Regions from separate parts of the Capsicum annuum genome. Here region 1 is linked to region 2. A link is a contact called in public Hi-C data. All regions are on one chromosome and are shown on one strand. Each heading gives the region's core, a stretch centred on a gene start, on an enhancer-like site or on the middle of the called end of the contact. The rest is flanking DNA. Distances are from core to core; before and after follow the strand shown.

Evidence for each region. Hi-C and Micro-C count contacts between places; a contact is called where the count stands out from the background.
Region 1: a Hi-C map of leaf shows a contact between it and region 2, with 2.9 times the contacts expected there. The contact joins the enhancer-like site here to the promoter of LOC107850867 in region 2. A contact is called at or near these places in 2 of 5 Hi-C or Micro-C datasets (both in leaf).

The regions. Positions count from the first base shown.
Region 1 is chr12:6,427,720-6,434,994 of UCD10Xv1.1, forward strand. It overlaps LOC107851369 (pentatricopeptide repeat-containing protein At1g28690, mitochondrial), which reads right to left. Exons shown (of 5, transcript XM_047400652.1): 2 at 6,511-6,702; 3 at 3,573-6,427; 4 at 3,233-3,488; 5 at 1,699-2,161. Among protein-coding and RNA genes, the nearest start is that of LOC107851369, 6.6 kb to the right of the region's middle. Within about 2 kb of position 2,107, at least 3 of the 5 cell types and tissues checked have an H3K27ac peak or open chromatin away from gene starts, as enhancers often do. A contact at or near this core is called in leaf, where this site is marked.
Region 2 is chr12:6,356,260-6,362,686 of UCD10Xv1.1, forward strand. LOC107850867 (homeobox-leucine zipper protein ATHB-6) reads left to right here and starts at 4,074. Exons shown (of 3, transcript XM_016695663.2): 1 at 4,074-4,736; 2 at 5,492-5,856. The coding sequence starts at 4,673.

The DNA of each region.
Region 1 (7,275 bases), core at 857-3,356, 69 kb after region 2:
TTCATTTATTATGAAATGGATGGAGTACTATACAGTAATAACATCATCTTTATATTTTACTATGCTATGTCATTAGAACAAAAGTCACTTTGTTCATACTTGTAATGATCTGGAAATTTAATATATTTACATAATAAAGATGCCGTGCCTTGAGCCGGGGGTCTATCGGAAACAGTCTTTCTACTTCTTCAGAGGTAGAGGTATGAACTGCGTACATCTTACCCCCCCAGACCCCACTAGGTGGGAATACACTGGGTTTGTTGTTGTTGTTGTACATAATAAAGACGCCAAGGGAAAGATAAAAAGGTTTATTTAGCATATAAGGGGTTGTTTGATTGGAAAATATTTATCTCAGGGATTAGTTATCCCGGGATTACCCAGGACAACTTATCCCATCATGTATATGGGATAAGTTATCCCGTGTAAATGGTGAGATAAGTTATCCCAGTATTGATTAATCCCTTCAACCAAACATGGTTATCCCGAGATTATTTATCCCTTATACCTCACACCAAACGAAGGTAGCCAATTAAGCTTACTTTGAAAAAATTACTAAGAATCGGGTGAAGAATGAAAAACGTAAGTTGAACCCACGAGATACAATTTGCAAATGCCAATCATGAATCAAACAGATTGAAATCCAGGTGCATACGTGCTGCTTCTCATTTAGGCACATTGTTATAGATTTGATGTTGAAATTTGAAAATTTGAGTTTTTAATGTTGAAACTATCATAACGTTTTTGTGGAAACTATCATAACTCATACTTACTACTTTTAACTTCCTTGTGATAATAACTAGATTTCAATGGGCTATATATATTAACACATGGAAGATGTCTACCGGATACGGTCTCTCCACCTGCACAAGGTAGGGGCAAGATCTACGTACACACCACCCTTTTTAAATTCCTCTGATGAAATTACACGGAATATATCGTTGTTGTTGTTTTCAGTAAACTTGGAAGATAACTAAGGGTGATCTTCAATAAAAAGTGAAATTAGCAACTTGAAAGATAAAGCTAAGTAACTTGCAATAACATATATTAAAATACTGCTTGCATATAACTTAACATCTGTTCTAGCCTTGGTGGACAGAGGTAATTGGCACCTGTTGCTGGTGGGAGGTGACAGGTATCAGGTGAAATTAGTCATTAGTCGAGGTGCATGCAAGCTGGTCCGGACACCACGGTTATAAAAAAAATCTGCTAAACGATGAAGAATTATTATTTTATCCCCTTTGGTAGAGCCAAGATTATTACTAAGGGGAATTTAAAATATTAAGAATTACACACACGAAGAAGCCAAGGGAATTCAACATTTACGATTATATATATAATTTTTCGATGAATGAGATTGCAGATGAACCCTTCCGCCCCTGGCTAGTCCTACTTAACCATTTATAATCTGCTTATTCTTCACCTACTAAGACAATTTTAAATGGAACCTTCACAACAACAACATATTTGTATTAATTTTTAGACTGAACAATCAAAAAGCACACCTAAAGTATCTCGATTTTCCGAGTTTCATACCTGATATATTAGCATCGTTCAGTTCAGAGGGTCCAAGTAGGAAACTCAGACACACCTGATAGTTCATATATGAAACTCGAAAAACCTGGATACTTTACGTGCGTTTTTCGACTCTTTTCGCTCACATAAAAAAAAAAGTAACTTATGGTTTCAGAAAACCAAGTCTTAGCACAACAGTTTCCCTGTATAAATGTCTCTAAATTTTTAGTTACATTTCATTTTCAGAAACCATAAAGGGTCTACAGAAGAGGAAGCTAATTAAGTGCTTTAATGACTAAACTGACAATAGATACCACCATTGACCTATCCACCTACAACACACAAACACTTATGGTTAAAAGTTGAAATCCCCATTCTCATATGGCCACTTTCCTTGGACCATTTGAACTCCATCTCATCACTCAAAAACTGAACTTGTCTGGTTTTGTTCCTAGAAGATATTCTTTGGTTGTTGTTGGAATCACAAACATTCCAATCTTGATATATCTACCTTCAGTTTTCACTCTCTTTCTTATCCGTCTGTTTGAGCCGTAAATGACCGGTTTAGATATTCAAGACCAAGAATTTACCGTGTTCTGTACCCCGCTGAATCTTGGCTCCGCCACTGGTCGCTTGCACTTGCACTGTTCTAAAAACACATAAGATTTTGTAAATGCTACTAACTAACCAGTTCTCTGTGATTACTCGCATGGTTCTAAGCAAATAAGCGTTCTCAATGAGATCGACTATTATTTTCCCTAATTACATGCACAGGCAGATCCAAGATTTTACGTCAATGTCAATTACATCCATAACTCCTTTAGTAGCTAAGGATACAAAACTTAACCAATTCATGTATTTTAGAGAAGTGTTCAACAATATATGTGATGTTTAGGCCAAAGGCCACTGCCACATGATCGCTAAGCACAGGTCCAAAACGTATGAGCTTTCCTAAAAAGGCCAACAGTTAAGTCTGCTTACAGCGTTATAATCACTCACCTGTCTATAAACGTACCAGCTCATTTAGGATACCAGTGATCACAACCCCCATAGTCCTTACTGCTTGTTATCTTTACGTTGTTTGGATAAGAGAAAAGCTTATATAGCTACAAGATAATCTTACAACTAGTTTATGGATTTCATGAGCTTCAAGGGACTTGATGGAAAATAGTAAAGACATTAGTAGGTTGGTGATGCAAATGTATTCAAGTATAGAAGACTTAACCAAAAGACATCAATCTTTGTTATAATTTGGCTAAAAGTTGACAAAACAAAACATAACAATTAATCTGTCAACTTTGATGGACCCAATTAGTCTTAATATTAACTTACTCTAAAGGGACTAGAAAAGACTTTTGCTCATTCTCACTCCAGACATAAGGTATCCGAAAAAGAACGAACTTAGATTGATGTAGACTCGTGGTCTATACACAAAAAAGAAGAATGAAGAGCCAATTCCTGTATATTCATCAATTCAATGACAACTTGCAAATTTTATAAGGTGCTAATTGAATAACCCTCTCTCCTAGGCATAAATGAGAATGGTCCTACTCCTATCAACAATAAATAGGGGCTTTAAAAGGTACTTTACATATACCGATTGCTTTCTGGGGTTGGATATAGTAGTCCTTATTATGGACTATAATAAGGAGAAAAGGGACCAGCACATATTCATATTTTTCAAGGCTGAGGTTAACATCATAGGTGTGGGGATGGTTACCTTAATGAGAAATTTTCTCCGTGAAACAGATGGCGTCATGACTAGTTAACTGGGATTGAAGATGAAAGCTCCATTGCTAGAGAAGATATGCGAGGCCCGGTGACCGGTGGGGCTGTCGAATAGAGATTGATGTATTTTCTTGATAGGACTTCCCAGCTACCTCATTTATATAATTGTTCCATGTATATCAGAACTTGTGAAGAGGATCAATCCATGCAAGATACTTGTAGCTCGGATGTTAAGTGATATTGACTACCTGCATCAAGTTCTCGAAAGTTTAAAATCAGACTTCTAACTACCAAAAACACGAGCGGAAAATGAAAAGAAAAATCTCAGTCACCATGTAGCTGCCACTTGCATGTGCTTTGTTAGATTTGCGGCTGAGAATGGCGTTACAAAATGGATTCAACACCCTTTTTTTTATTTGTGGCTGGAGCGTTCGGGTCAAAATGTCTCAGTTTCTCTCTAACAATAGTAACCGCAATAGGTCTTTTACCCGATTCTTTGATAACGTTTCACACTGACACTGTAAACAAATTACAACCCCAATAACATACTAGGAGAAAGCAAAAAAAAAATGATCAGTTTGTTAATGGTGCCATCCACCAACAAAAGTTTCCTTGTCTCTAACACAATTTTAGCACAAACTTTGAAAGGCCAAAATACTGTAACTGAATTTAACAGCAGCGGCGAAACAAATCAATGTTGAGAAAATAAATAGAGGTTCAGTCAAATTAAATAGAACAGAGAATTTATATTCATACACTTTAATCTCTAGGAATCAATATGTAGCTAAAGCAAAACATAAAAATCGAAGTCTCATGTGTAGTAAAAAGAGAAAAGCAACCTTAACTCGGCATATCCTTTACACAGTATCAAAAGCCAGTTTTATTAAACATGAGCAGAAGTGCTCGGGATCAAAACTCACACGTCCACCCAAGATGGTTCCCACCAGCAGTTGTTGGAGAATCAGCATTTTAATATCGGCTTTATAAGTAATAAGATTACCAAAGGGATTGTCCTTGTCAAGGAGCGGTTATGGTGAATGGTCCCTGTCCTTTCTCTGTCAATCAAGGTAAAGGAAAGCAATTTCATCATAAGAACAGAATAAACAAAAGATAAAGGCATGGATGACCACTTAAGATTGTCCTTTCTCCAGAGGAAAGCACACTGATCCTCTTGACTAATTCTTTTTTCTTTTCGGTACGTGCAAGATGGCTTTTTGCCGGTGTCCCACCATTCCTCAACGTGGCTAGTGGGAGCTGACTATACTCTACGAGCGAACTGCTCCTAGTATAACATTCAGTCATAAAACTATTACGGGACCAATATCAACTTAATCAAACAATTCATGCTTAAATGCAACAGTAAAAGCTTCATCCGCACAATAGCTTTGGACTTCGATGTAGATTGATACATGAGCACCCTTCAATCTCACATTATTTCTACCTATAAAGAAGAAATTTGAGATTCAGACACTTGCCACTTAGCACCTTTATACTCTTATTAGTCATGATTGTTGTTTTCCTGATATTTAATGGTCAAATAAAAAACTGTAAGTAAAACCAAACACACAGTTTGAACTGAGTGTCGGGCCAACATTTGCATCAGTGCCTCCCATTCTTGAGGGTGGCTTGGGGAGAGTGAAAATTCTAGTGGACAACAGCTCCAGTTACAATGTTCACTGTAAGATCACACAGGACTACATAACAACTTAATCAAGCAATTCCAGTGTAAAAATGCAATTGCACCCACATAATAGCAGTGGAATCCGATATTCTTAGATGTGTTAACAACTGACATATCTACTTGTGTATAAAGCAGAACTTGAGAGTTGAGACCATATCTTCACCACCTAACACCTTTATATCACGCTAACGTATCTTGATATTTAATAGTATTTCTTTTTTTAATCAAAAGTAAACAGCTCTTGAAAGGTCAAGCGAATCTCTTGAAAAAGCTCAAAGAATGAATTCATCAAGTATTAGCCAAGGAAAAAGGCTGAATTTTTTTATTTTTTTTTTGAAATATCACAAACTTAGTGTCACAATTACTAATTCCCTCCTTTCAACGGCCACTTAGAAGGGATATCACTATAAATTTGTAATATAAAATGTACAAAGAGAATGAAAAAGTATTTTTTAACTCGTGGAACGGTGGAAGTGTATATCTATTTAGTCTTTAATTTAATGGCCCAGATTATAAGGTTGACCAGAAAAGAAGCTTGAATAACCACTGAATGAGTTGATGTACCAATGCTCTTCGTATCAATTTAATCCCATGGACCTCCAAATCTTATCCCAACAGAGTGAACAGACCAAGATGGAACCAAAGATGATGAAAAAGTTTACAAACAAACAAATTTACACCCCCCCCCCCCCTCCCCCCACCTTGCAGTCCCTTGCTGATGAATTCAATAGTAAGTGCAATTAAATAGAGCAATTTGGCAAGAAAATCTAAAAAAATTGCACGACCCTCAAGCGCTCGAACATTCCGTAATGGGACTACATGGAAGTCCAAAAAACTGTACATTCAAGCAGCAGGAAGCTGTAGGATCGGATTACAGATTACCTTTTTCCGATGAATAGGGGCTACCTAAACACTACCTATATTGACTTGTAAAAGCTGCCTTTATTGACTTCTAAAAGTCTTAAGACAGAATGATTGATACCAAAAGCAAATTTGAGAACAAGAGAAGACATCTTTCTAAGTCAATTGCGCATGTTCAATTAGCTTAAGCTACTTCAAAACAAAGATGCAGCATATTCAAAATATCCCCCAACAAAGCTTAATAACAGGAGCTGGGAAGGAAGGAGTAATGGGTCAAAGAATCAGGAATAAATCTCTTTAAATTGGTGAAACTTCTTTAGCCCTAAAACAGCTTTAGCGTCTCATTGACTTGTTTATTGAGAAAGCTAATTAAAACTTGAGTCCCCATTTTAAATCTTCAGTACTACTTCCTCCAGTACTTCCATTAGTGCATAGCCTTGAGGCCTGTCGAACAGGAGACCCAGACCCACTTCGTGGGAATATACTGGGTATGTTGTTGTTGCACAAAAACAGGAGAAGAAATAAACTGCAGAAAGAACCACAGGGACAATAATTTTGTACGAAATCCACGAGCAGAAATAAGTACCTTTAAGGCCAGACACCAGTATTTTATTGACAGCACCATTGGACTACCCTTTGTGAATCCTATTCATGCATAAGAACAATGGTTAGTCAACAACACGCAGCTAAAAATAGAACTTGTAACTAGCTCAAGATGAATATCATACGTGGGAGGAAATGTAGACTATTAATTATATCCAGCAAGTATTACTATGCAGAATTCTTCTGATGGTACCAATATTCATGAAGCAGGAGACCTTAAACGTGCAACTCCTGTTGAGCTTCATCATCATGACAACTTCACAATCATGAGACAGCAATTCCAACTTCCAAGCATAGCACATTTAGTTCCACAAATCCTGAACAGAAGCATTATATTAAGTCCTTGCCAATGCCTGGACCAGATTAAAGAATTTTTTAAAAGATCAGAGGGTTACATATAGGGATGATAAACTTCCATAACCAATGAAAGGCATATGCAAAACCAAATTTAACATGCCTAATATCCATATAATGTATAATATTATAAGGCCTACTTTTCACCAGATTATCCCCCAAAAAGTACGTAAAGTTATTTTCTCCAAGAAGTCAAGTTCCCCAAAAAAGATTTAAGTTTATCACATCAATTGATAGATCGTCTTATGCATTCGCTTGATTCTCGATAGGCAGGCCAAGAACAACATACTTAAGCCCCCTTTGTTCTAGATTATGCTTCAACTGATAGTGTCTGCTTGTTAGGCCTTAGTCGACAATGAATTAGGCAGAATATGGTGACAGAATTGAGTTCCTTACAATGCGAAGAACTACATGCTTTGAATGTTATGGAGCCACAGTACTGTACAAAAATGTTAACCTGCTATTGATTGTAAAGCCCAAGAGAACGGAAAAAACTTGAACAAATGAAAACACAATCAACTTGGTCAGGCACTCCA
Region 2 (6,427 bases), core at 2,824-5,323:
AAAAGCTTTGATGAAGTATGGTGGCGTAAACAAAGTACCTGGCTACAGGACAGACGATAGTAGCTTTGACTCAATTCTGTATTTATGTTAAAATAAATTCTTTAATATATATATAAATAGTGTACTCCAATTCGATAAGTAAAAAAATTACGATTCAAAACTCCTATAATTTCGATATATCAAAACGTTTTGTATAAATAATCTTATGATTACTTATATTAAAATAAAAAAGATTAATCTAACTTGAAATAAATTGTGTTTTAAACTAGGATAACGGAAAGGTTAAAAAAAGAAAATTACCAATGATTGCACATGACACATGTTAGCATATACAAACGGTGAGTCTAGGAGATTTTATGGATACTTTTAAAATTCTTAATGCTAAACTCATTTTAATATTATTAAAATTGTAATTACAAATTTACTATTTATACTCTATATCCATAATTATGAATTTAGATGAGCGTGGATATAGACTCTGTTGGTGTAATATATCATAATAATTAAATTATAGTTGAAAATATAAAAAATCTTCTTGGCTGAAGCTCGAATATCTCACTTTCTTTGAGGAGATTCAAGCTCACTACGGTAGAATCTACACCGATCCAGCAGTATATCTCTTGACTTATTCCCTTCAGGATACAACAGTCTATAAACGATGTACAACTCGAGCAACTCCGGGTTAGTTGAAGAGTCTAAAGTTCCACCACAAAAACACTTTCATTCAACATATTAAAACTCTCTTTTGTGCAGTGAAAATAGTTATAGACTTAGAATTTTTTTCTTTACAAGAACTAATGGTCATCTTTTATCACAATTTATACCCACTAACATCAAATGATAATGTGGTGAATAATGGACAAATAAAGTACTAAAAGTTACAAGAGTTGTCAAAATATAATGACACCACTTTCTTCGCTTATGTCCATCAATTATCATCTACTTCAATATTTTTAGAGAAAAGACATCCTTTTTTTCCCCGTGAACTTGTCCTCCAATTAGCACTTAAACTTAACTTTTATTTATTTACCCCCCTTAACATCTTTAAAGTATATTTGTTTCACCCCTCAAAATTAAATTTCACTCTCACAACGGAGAGTGGATTACACACGCGCTATGTCAATGCCAAATCAGTTCCACGTCATTGCCAAGTCATTGCCACGTAAGAAAAAATTAGGATTTAAAAAAAAATCTCCCACACATACTATTTTTATGTATTTTTATTTTAAAAAGCAAAATATATATATTTACTATTTTAATATATATATATATATATATATATATATTAAATAAAAAATCCCCCCCCCGCCCCCGCTCTTCTTCCCTTCCGGTCCTCCACCCCCCAGCTACCCCCCGTTCTTTCTCCCCTTCCAGCTCCTCCCCCCACCCGTCATTCTTTCTCCCCTTTTAGCCCCCCCTACCCCACCCCCACCCCCAGTTCTTTCTCCCTTCGAGCCCCCTATCCCCACCCTCTTCTTTCTTATTCAAACACAAAAATACTTTCATCAAGTTAAAATTAATTTTTTCAAATTGTCTTATTAATAAATAAATTCAAAAGTAAAAATCAAAAGAAATCTCATTGATGATAAGTGATTCAAAAATAAAATCATCAATTTAATTTAATTTTTTTCTAAATTTTGGGGGAGTTGGATTGAAGGTTGAGATGGTGTTCGACAGAGAAAATTATTTTATAGTGTTTTCATGTTTGTTCTTGGGTAGTGTTAGTGGAGGAAAGTGAAAAAAATTAAAGAAAAGAGTTGTTCTTGGGTGGTAGTGTTAATGGAGGAAAGTGAAAAAAAAATTGAGGTTATTAATGAAGGTTTGAGTGTTGTTGTTGATGATGATTTGGAAAAAAAAAAAAAAAGGAGAAAAAAGTGTCCATTTTTTATTTTAATTTTATTTTAATTTTTTTAATTTTTTTAATTATATTTTAAATATAAGATTACTGAAATTATTTTTTTTTAATAAATAAGCGCGCTCCTTTTTTTAAAAAAAATATCACGTCAGCGTTAGGGGTCAAACAAATACACTTTAAAAATGTTAAGGGAGGTAAATAAACAGAAGTTAAGTTTAAGTGCTAAAGTAAATTTGGAGAACAAGTTCAGGGGGAAACAGATGTCTTTTCTCATATTTTTATTTTAATAATAAAATGCACCAACAGACTCCAATAGAGGTCGTTTGGTGCACAGAACATGATAAACGAGGATATCTCATGGACAGGAATATCATGTGAGATTACTTTATCCTCAACATGAAATAAAGTTATTTCAAGATTATAATTCTTATCCCGTATATTGAACAACCCCGCAACACTTAACTATGGATAATTAACATACACTTTCACCTCAATAAACAATAGCAAACAACAACATCAGGGGTGGATCTAGTGATGTTAATTTGAGGTGATCCGACACTCATTAAATCTGATGTAAATTAAGTATAATTATGTAAGATATGTATAAAAACTGATATAGGATGGAGAAAAGCACCCTAGCTAAGTACTTTGATTTACAGACGAAACCTTAAAGCTTTGAATATGGATATATGTGTTCGAATCTTCTGAACACCCACGACTCATGCCTGGTGAATTCCAACAAAGTAAGATTTAGATAGGATACAGTGTAAGCAGACCTTTACTGCCTCTTCAAGGTAAAAAAGTTGTTTCCGAAAGCCCCGAAGCAACTCAAAGTAGCAATTTTACCTCAATAAATCATATAATTACAATAAATTTAACTTATTTTAGTATAAATATTTAATTTAGGTAAGTATTTAGTATTTACCATAAGAAATTATTATTTCAATTAATGGGGATAGGCTGACGTGTCAAATTCTTTAGCCAGCTCAGCTCGAGCCGAGCCGTTTCCATTTCCTTCTTCTGCTTATCACCACTATATATATAGCTTATCCTGACATAATATTCACTTTTTATTTTTATATTTTTATCCAACATTTTATTTTAAATGTAAAAATTACATTATCTATTTCAATTATCTAGCACCATTTGAGTTGGCTTATTATTTTTAAAAAGAGAAAAGCTTTTAAAATTTATGGCCTAGAATAATTTTAAGATATTTGTGTGATTTATAAATTATTTTATTAAGAATAATTTTTTAAAAAAATATTTTTAACTATAACAAGATGACATTCTTTTTAGACGAATTAAAATAAATATTTTTTTTTGAATTTTTTCTATTGAGTATATATATAAAAAAATTACTAACCAACAAAGGTTTCTTTGCAATTCAAACTCAAGAAATTTAATTAAGAATAAAGTCGTAGAAGTGGATTTAACTAATTATTTGTGAATGGAATTTAAGTGATTATTACATCAGTATAAAATCAAGAATGAAAGTCAGATTATTGATATTTATGATTTAAAATAAGTTTTAATGTATTTCTGTTGCTAGAAATCATCTCTTTAATGGTAAATTAAAATTTTTAAAATTAAATTATTATTAAAATAGAAATATGTCATGTTCTTTTAGACCGAAGGAATAAGAGTCTGCAAAATTTAAATAAAACAACTAGATTTACTTAATTAGAGCTTAAAACTTAAGATAGCTTTACTTCTTCTTCATTTCATTTTATGTGAAGATATTTTAACGAATAAAATTAACTATAAAAAAATATCATTCTCTTTTAGATTAACTAAGAAGAAAAACGTCATATTAATTAGGATAAAAGGAATATCAGAACATACAACAGCATCAATAACATACTCTGATATGACCCCATAAGTAAAGTTTAAAGCAAAATAAATATACATAAATCTTATTTCTACATTCTATAGATTAGATCGTTCTTGATAAATTCTCAACTAGTAATAACACAATATAATATTTTTATTTTATATAATATAAAGCTAAATCCAAAAGAATATCTCCCTATTACAGGAATAGCCAGTGACCAGTACACCAGAAAGCAATTTGCATTCAGCTTGAATTTGGATTTCATTTCACTTCCCTTCCCCCCCGCCCCCCACCCGCCCCCCAAAATCTTTTGCAAGAGCACCTAACCCCAGTCAGATTTTAACCCTACATCTGACTCAACTTTGGTTTTATTTAAACTCACAGAAAGTGTTACACCAAGGGCCAGCTGGTTTTTTCTCATCTCAATTTTTCTTCATTCTCCTCTCTCAAAAAAAAAAAAAAAAAAAAATCCTTTCTACATTCATTTTCTTCCAAAAAAATTTAGTGGGGTGTTTCAAGATATGATTTTTAAGTTAATGATGTAAAAAATAGGTTAAAAAAAAGTAGTATTTAAAACTTAGCCACTATTTCTGTTTTCAAATTTAATCCTTTTTTTAGTTTCTTGATTTTCTTCTTCTAATTCTTGATGGGTTGTTGTGAGGTGGAAGAAGTATATAAAAAGGAGAAAAATGAAACTTTGGTTACTAGAGAAGAAAAGGGGTTACACAATATCAATAGTTTCACTAAAAACTTTGCCATTTTGGTTGGTTTTAGTAGTGAAAGAAGTTGTTCCCTTCTTGTCTTCTTGTTATAAGTGAAGTGAAGTGAAAAAAAAAATAAAAGAACCAAAAAATACAAAATTAATCTCCTTTTGCAGCTCTGTTTCTCAGTTTCTGTGTAAATAATAAGCTTAAGAAAATCAACAAGTGAACAAATATTGACCTTTGCGTTACACAGTTTGGATCATCATCATACATACAATTATGAAAAGACTTGGTAGTTCTGATTCATTGGGTGCTTTGATGTCCATGTGTCCAAGTACTACAGGTACTTGTTAAATTTTTCTAAGTGAAAATATAGCGTTTTTTTGTTATAGTTGGTTTGCTTACCGTTCCACTACTATCTGTTGTCTTGGTTACTGTCTACTAATGTGTTTCTTATTTTCATTACGTCTTTTTTGGACTGTGTTTGTTGTGAGCCGGGTCTATAGTTACTATCTACTGTCTCTTGTATTTTTATTACGTATTTTCTTAAGAGTGTTTATGTTTTGTTTAGTAAGGTTTGTGTACATTTTACCATCAATAGACCTTACTTAATGGAACTTTACGGGGTATATTGTTGTTGTTTCCTATGTATAGATCAATTTTGAAAGAGAAAAAGAACAACCCCATTTTATGTTTTGTTGTCTTTAAGCTTTTTCTATGCTCCAATCCCTAGTGTTTTAGTTATAAAGAAACTAAATGGAGAATATTGAAAACTGAATTTTTTAATTGAATCTAGAACATGGTGGTCCTTTTCTTGTTTTAGTAAGTTTTCGTGCTTCACCTTTTATACCATTTTTAGCTTTCCTCGAGGCAATTATGTGTTTGACCATAGATTTCAAAGTTAGAAACTAACTTGAAAAAATGAGTCTTTGAAGTAGTGTTTGGACACACATTTTACTCGAAAAAAATAGAAAATTTCGTGAGTGGAAGTCCTAAAAGGTGAAATTTTTTTTATCATATTTCGTAGCCAGACAGATATTTGAAGATAAATTTTCATCATTGTGTTTGCTTATATTCTTGTTTATGTTAATGTTTTAGATGACCAGAACCATGTGTACTCATCAAGGGACTTCCAATCCATGTTAGAAGGCTTAGATGAAGAAGGATGTGTAGAAGAATCTGGTCATGTTTCTGAGAAGAAAAGGAGACTAAGTGTTGAACAAGTGAAAGCTTTGGAGAAGAATTTTGAAGTTGAGAACAAACTTGAACCTGAAAGGAAAGCCAAATTGGCTCAAGAACTTGGTTTGCAGCCTAGACAAGTTGCTGTTTGGTTCCAAAACAGACGTGCACGTTGGAAAACAAAGCAGCTTGAGAGAGATTACAATGTTCTTAAAGCTAATTTTGATTCCCTCAAACATAACTATGAATCTCTCAAACTTGACAATGAAGCTCTCATCAAAGAGGTACCAAGGCATATTGTTTTACTTGAGTCAAGGGTCGAAAACCACCTCTCTACCTACCAGGTTGGGGTAAGGTTTGGGTACACTGAATATGCTGTTTTTTGTAGTGAAGACATGTTATTAGTTGTAGTACAGTAAGTTCAAGTTCTATGCAGTAAAGTCAGTGAAAATATTTACACAGTCAAGCTATGTTGGGACTCTTTAAAAATGTCGACGGGTGTGTCGGATCCTCTAAAAATAGTACATTTTTGAAGGATCCGACACGGGTGTGGCAACACTTTTGGAGAGTCCGAGCAACTTAGTAGTCAAGTGATCTATGATAGGACTACAGATTAGATGAGGGTCCAAAGTTTTAATTTACACAATTAGTGTGACCTATGATATGACTCTAGATTAGAGGGTTCAAAATTTGAACTTCATGAGTTCGAGATTCTATGGTAACTATTTGATTATTGAGTTCAAAATCAATTAATCCTTGCTTAGTAAATTTTGATTCAGATGGATATTTGATCCTCTACAACCACCCCTTGGTACAGATAAATCTACATAAAGAATCTTTAGACTTCTGCATATA